2 separate regions of the Pan troglodytes genome follow, and region 2 is linked to region 1. A link is a contact called in public Hi-C data. All regions are on one chromosome and are shown on one strand. Each heading gives the region's core, a stretch centred on a gene start, on an enhancer-like site or on the middle of the called end of the contact. The rest is flanking DNA. Distances are from core to core; before and after follow the strand shown.

Region 1 (3,239 bases), core at 120-2,619:
GTGTGAGATGGTATTTCATTATGGTTTTGACTTGCATTTCTCTAATGATCAGTGATATTGAGCTTTTTTTCATATGCTTGTTGGCCACATGTATGTCTTGTTTTGAGAAGTATCTGTTCATGTCCTTTGCCCACTTTTTAATGGGGTTGTTTTCTTCTTGTAAATTTGTTTAAGTTCCTTATAGATGCTGGATATTAGACCTTTGTGTGGTATCTTCTTACAGCAGGCCTAGCAAACAAATACACATGGTATGTGGGAGCTCATTTCCACATGCTCCATGAAGGAAAGACCTGTGTCTCTGAATCTTCCTCTGAAGGAAGGAGGAAAGGAAAGCAGAAAAGAAAAGAGGGAGGGAAGGAAGAAAAGGGGTGGGTCACAATGCACCTGCACCTGCCTTGACCCCAGCTGGAAAATCTGCCTGTGAGCAAGAGGGCTTATACTTCTGTATTTAATCCTTATATAACCAGAACATGTTTGTGTATAACATTGGTAGTTGAAAAATAAATACAAACATATATACATATCAAAGAAAAGCAGAAAAGAAAATTCTTCTTCTTTCTCCAAGTCTCCAAATGGGAGAGTAACTGCTTGGTAATGTTGAGGTTAATAAAAAGAACACTGAAGTCAATAAAGGATGAAAAAATGTTTCATTTTAATTTGTTTACTCCAACTTTTTCCTCCTGACCAAATAAGATAACTGCTTTGGGGCAGGCCGGCTCTTGTCTTACTTCTTCCTAGGAATTCACAGAGCCAGAGAGACACTGATGGAGGATGTCCTTTCTGGATTTGCTTGAGAACATTTAGAAAAGTTTCCAAAGATTGGCCCTAGATGGATGGCGGCAGTAAGGTAATAGCTACCATTTCCACTCAGTTGTCCGGGCTCCAGTACATGATACATAAACCACACGCAGCCTCACTGCGGTTCAGAGGTTAAAAGTTATTAACTGAAATCAATTGAAATAAAAAGAGCCACATCTGCCTTGGTACACAATTAACTTCTCCAGACGGCTTTGGCCTGCACTGCAGGGGACACACACACACACACACACACGCACACACACACACACACGCATGCACACATTCTCACTCAGTAACCCTGAGGGAGAGCAGAGGCAGCTGCGGGAGCCAAAAACCTCCCCAGTCCTAATTAAACCCTCAAAGTTTCCAGGCAACACAGCCAAGGAAAAAATCATTTCCAAGCCGAAGACCCCCAGCCCCCAGCCCCGGCAAAGGAAACGGGTCGTTTGGTTTAATCAGCCCATGTGCACATTCTCTCTCCCCAGGTTGCCAAGACGGGCCTGTACCTAGCAGAGGTATTTGTGTAATCAAAGCTTCTGGAACTTTCCCTGCCAAGGCTACCAATGTGAATAGGCTCCTGAGGTAAAAATGTTCTCCCTGCTGGGGACGGCGCCCTTGAAGTCTACATCAAAATCAAGCCAGGGTCACAGCTGTTGTGGCACCCCACAGTGGAAAACTTGCAAGAAATCCCAGCCTGAACTACTGCTTTGCCTCAGGTCTACAGGAAACAGGCCCCAGAGAAGGGGAGAGAGAGAGAGAAAGAGGAGAGAGGAGAGAGGAGAGAAGAGAGAGAGAGAGGGGGGGAGAGAGAGAGAGAGAGAGAGAGAGAAAGAGAGAGACAAACTTTGGGGGTGGGAAGACAAAGCCACTTGAGAACCTTGTCCTCTTCATGGAGACAGCCCACACCCACCCCAGTCACCCTCACCTTATGTGAGCTGGGGTTCCCGCACGTTGGCCAAGAACCACTAGGTGGCAGCAGATTAACTCTTCAGCTGCCAGGGTGAGCTGGGGGCAGTTAGGAGCTGAGTACGAAAACTTTGTATCTGTCACTTCCCTCAAAGGAAAGAAAAAAAAATGACTTTTTCTGTACCCCAAAGATCCTTGGCTTGCAGATTAGGTATTGGAGAAAAATCTATGAGGGGTTGAGATTGCTTCTTGGGTCACCTGTTCTTATGAGGCTTGAATTAGAGTGAAATGCAATTGTATGTACTCCATGTTGTATAACTTGGATGACACTTGGTTCACACTTTGTTCAAGGGACTGAAAGATCCTTTAAGAAATTTATGCTCACATTCAAATTCCCTTCAACAGATGCTAAATATAAGAAGTAATGAGTGTGTTCCATTTTCCAGGGACAGTGCTAATGGTCACCTAGATGGCCAATACCCCTGCCCTCTGGGAGTTAATGGGGAAGACAGGCATTAAAAAAAAATAGCATTCTTGCACTTAGCCACTTTGGATGAGTCAAGGAATCCAGACTTAAATCTGCTATGGATAAAGAAGAAAAAAATAAGTTAAAGGAATATAGGCTTATGAAAGTCATTTACATTAAGCTTCTGTTACATGGGAAGGTAACAGGTTTTTAGGGCTTAGGTTTTTAGGGTGGCCAGTAACCTAAAATATGGGAGCCACCAGAAAGAAACTTTACAGCATGGTTTATATATGCTTCCTGTTCAAATGACAAAGAAAACAAATCTTTCTCTTGAGTGTTCTAGCCTCTGCAAAGCATCCCCTTGTTCTACCTATTAAACCTCTGCCACAAATATAAAAATAATGTGGTGTTGATTGGTGTAGGGGGGCAGAAATGTGAAATTGATTTACTTTAGAAAGGAGAGAGATCTACTAGCCACCAGAGGAATAAATCCAGAAAGCGGGGAATGGGGCTGGGGTGAAAAGACAAGTGTTCTTGTAGTTGAGCTTAAGAGAGTTTGGGAGGAATATGGAAAGAGGGAGGAAAAAAATTAGGAGGAGAGAGCCATAAATGTGTGACATATACGACTTGAGAGAGATAGGGAAAGGCAATTTTAAGATGTTTTGCTGTGCATTTGGGATTCCGTTTGATAGGCTTCAAGAGAGTTCAGTAAAGATTAAAATTGCCTTACAATTATTTGTATTTCTTCGACTGGAAAGCCGCCTAAGTCACAAGCACACACTGTTGGTGGAATCAACCCCCTTTCCTTTCCCGTTTGTCTAGGTGGTAAGGTAGGACTCAGATAATTTCTTTCAGGAAAAGCCATCCCAGTGTGTCCAGTAGGTTACACAAAACATAATTAGCATGCTAACCCTCATATGCAATTTCTCATTCCTAATGGGCAGCCTCAGACTTTTTGAATTTTTTTCTGTAAGTTCACCAAAAATTAAGCATCACAGTAAGACAGCTCTCTGATCCGCAGCAACTTGGGACGGTGATATCACACTGTTTTCTTGTATCATCCCCTGTG
Region 2 (3,130 bases), core at 375-2,874, 140 kb after region 1:
AAAGTAAAGGCACGACAGACAATAAAAAATCCTGTGACACTGAAACTGATCTTACTCTTCTGAAATTATAATTCATTGTCTTCGTTGGGGTTTTCCAACATTCTGAGTGTATCTTACAGAATGAGGTATTTCTGTTCACTTGAAATACAAATAAGGGTTTTGTTAACTGATGGGGGCAGTTATAGGAGGGCAGGAAACTTGACCATCTTGTTTATCATTCAATCCTCAGTGCCTAGCCCAGTGCCTGGAATACAGAACGTTCTTAATGAAGAAGAGTTGAATGAATGGAGAATGGGTGAAGGGAGGGGTTTCATGTGGCAATGAATGGCTACTCTGATGATTTTCAACTTCTCCTTTCAAATGAGGTGCAGGCACTGAAGCCATGATTGTGACACTCTCCTAACAGGCCCAGATGGTCAATAGCGACACAAGAATAAGTGGAGGTAAGGTGGAAAAAGTGCTGGACCCAGTCTTCCTGGGTGATTTTGAGCAAGTCACAGTATTTTTCCTTCCTTACATATGTAGGATTTTATGAGGGAAGATGCTCCTTTCAGCCCAATATATCTAAAATGGTATTTTCAAGCATGAAACATAATAACTAAGCAGGATCAAGATTTTACTCTATTAAGTACCACATTGTCCAAAAGAAAAATGAGGCCACTGCGTACCCTTCATTCATGCTTGCGTCCATGCAGCATTTATTTAGAGCCTTCTGTGTGCCTGCCAGGCCCAGTTACTGGTTACCTTTTCCTTTCGTAAATCCTTAGGTGATTAGCTTTGAGCAATTGTCTGGTCATATATCACTTTATCTGCTGGCATTTCTTTTTCTGTTAGCTAGACAGAATGAGCAATTATGGACTAACATCAGAGTTAGTTTCTCCAGTGAAATAAAAAAGTATGTGGCTTTTGCCGACTTTTCTCTAGAGATACCTTGACAAATTCACTACATTTATCATTATTTACAGAAAAATTACCAAGGCCTAACAAAAACCAATGCTTCTGAATTCTTTAAGTTGACGGTATCAGAAAGGGTTCTGATTGGGTTGCTTCAGGCAAGTGAAGGATCATCCCTGTGGAAGAGATTCCATTAGGTAACGTAAGGACTCATTTGGTCCCCAGGGATGAATGGCTAAGTGATAGCTACATGGAGTTTGGTATAAGATTTCCTAGTCACACAAGCCACCTTTGATTTCCAGAGGAGTTTAAAAAACTTAAGCCCAGACCGAAAAACTACGCATCCTGTAGACTTTCAGATGTTATTCTTTGACCACATGCTTTGAGGAACACAATAAAGCCTCTTGTGTCCTGAAAGGAAATCAGCCTGGCAAATACACATGGCCTAAATCTAGCTGGACAAAAGAAAGAAGAGGGAGAGAGAAAGGAGAGAGAAAGCAAGCCCCAAACCGTGTTTCTAGTAGGCCTCTACCTAACAGCTGACTCTCATCCACGTTAGAGCCGCTTCCTCCCTTCTACAAAACAGGCTCAAACTTTGGGTGCGGGGAATAATGCTTACTATTTCTGTTTTCACACTTTCTAAGTCGGTTGTGAAATTCCAGACTTCTTCAATCTGACACTAAGGTAGTTCTTGAAGCAAAGGCCTGGCACCCAGTGAGTCAGCAGGGGGAGCAGTTCTCCACACCACAGTTTCTGGACGAGACCTCAGGGCACTACAAAAATCTGCAGTGCCTCTGCACTTCTCTTAAAAAGCAAAGCGCAAAAAAAAAAAAAAAAAAAAGTTTCTTCACACATCTTACTATTCAGTATGTGCCTTGCCGACAAGGTTACCCCAGAGCAGCTCTGTAATCCTTCACTGAAATAGGCTTTATTGATTGCTCTGGTCTATTGTTCTCTTTTCAAGTCCCCCAAGTTCAAGTTCATCCTGGTGTTACATCATGTCTGGTTGCTAAGAGCAACCAGACAGACCCAGACGTGACTATCATTAGCAAGAAACCCTCTGCTCTCCTCCCACCAACCTTCCAGTGGTTCTGACGTAGCAGGCCCACTGCAAACACATTGAAGTATTTATTCTGCCTAATTTATGACCTACACAGCAAGCAAGACCCCCACTCCAAAAACCAACACTGTTGTATATTTAATTAATCTGTCTTTCTCTGGCACTTGGGAAAGTTAGACAAAGGACTAATTATTGTGTTTCACTCTCCACACTTTTCTTTTGGGGGGTGGATATTTGCATGGGAAAGAAAACTACCAGGCCCAGCATCAGCCCCCCTCCTCTTTTTCTTTTTGCCCTATTGACATTTCATGAAATACTTTAGCTGCTTAAGGGAATTAGAAAAAAAAAATGCGATGTGAATGTTACTCCTTCTGAGTTGGTATTCAGTAACACAAATCAACTCATGACATGTTTAAATTTAAATGCTAACCACACACTCTCAGAGTTACTTTAAAGGTTAGTTTTTAATCAATAGAAGTTGCTGACTCCAGGTTTTTGAGCTGCGCGCTGCAACTCTTGGGCTTTTGTCTAACGTTAAAGCTTTCAAACTTTTTTTTTCCTTGAGATGATTTTAGCAATGATTTGCAGACACAGAAGGCTATTGTGCTCTGACCAGCAACATGTCAATAGAGGGGCTGAGCTGCCCTGTGGTGGGGTGTCAATATGACTCCTGAAGGCAGAGGTTGGGGGTCTTTAATAACCCGTGAAAAAACCTTAATTAACCCTTTCAGGCCCAAACCAAAACCTATTCTTAAACTTGTTCACTCCTATAATTTGACCATTAGTACTTATTTCAACATCACACTAATCTTCATGACAATTAACCCAGCTACTTGACCAAGGTTTTCCAGAATAGGAAGTTGGTTAGGGGAACCACACAGGGAATTTTTTTTTTTTGAAGTCTCTGATTAAATCATTTATTTGCAGAGATGGCAGATAGTTCTAATAATAATAATAATAATAATAATTCATACATCTCCCTGAATTTTCTCCTAATCAGTTTGTAAAGACACTCATAATCCCATTGGGATGAGTGTGACAGTCACACATGTGTAAGCCAGTCAATTCCTAGAAACTTCCATGAGCTGCTAGTAACACCAGATGGACAATATAATGTTTGTAAAAGCCTACTTTTCTCTTGTGATATTTTCTTATAATTTCTATTATGCAAGCAGT

The links. A called contact is a pair of places that touch in the nucleus more often than the background predicts.
Region 2: a Hi-C map of induced pluripotent stem cells shows a contact between it and region 1, with 1.7 times the contacts expected there. The contact joins two enhancer-like sites. A contact is called at or near these places in 2 of 7 Hi-C or Micro-C datasets (induced pluripotent stem cells and stem cell-derived neural progenitor cells).

Annotation. Positions count from the first base shown.
Region 1 is chr1:169,408,377-169,411,615 of NHGRI_mPanTro3-v2.0_pri, forward strand. No RefSeq gene overlaps it. Among named protein-coding and RNA genes, the nearest start is that of TM2D1, 140 kb to the left of the region's middle. Within about 2 kb of position 1,370, at least 1 of the 24 cell types and tissues checked has an H3K27ac peak or open chromatin away from gene starts, as enhancers often do. A contact at or near this core is called in induced pluripotent stem cells, where this site is marked.
Region 2 is chr1:169,549,102-169,552,231 of NHGRI_mPanTro3-v2.0_pri, forward strand. All of the region lies in intron 10 of NFIA (nuclear factor I A), which reads right to left. Among named protein-coding and RNA genes, the nearest start is that of TM2D1, 280 kb to the left of the region's middle. Within about 2 kb of position 1,625, at least 12 of the 24 cell types and tissues checked have an H3K27ac peak or open chromatin away from gene starts, as enhancers often do. A contact at or near this core is called in induced pluripotent stem cells, where this site is marked.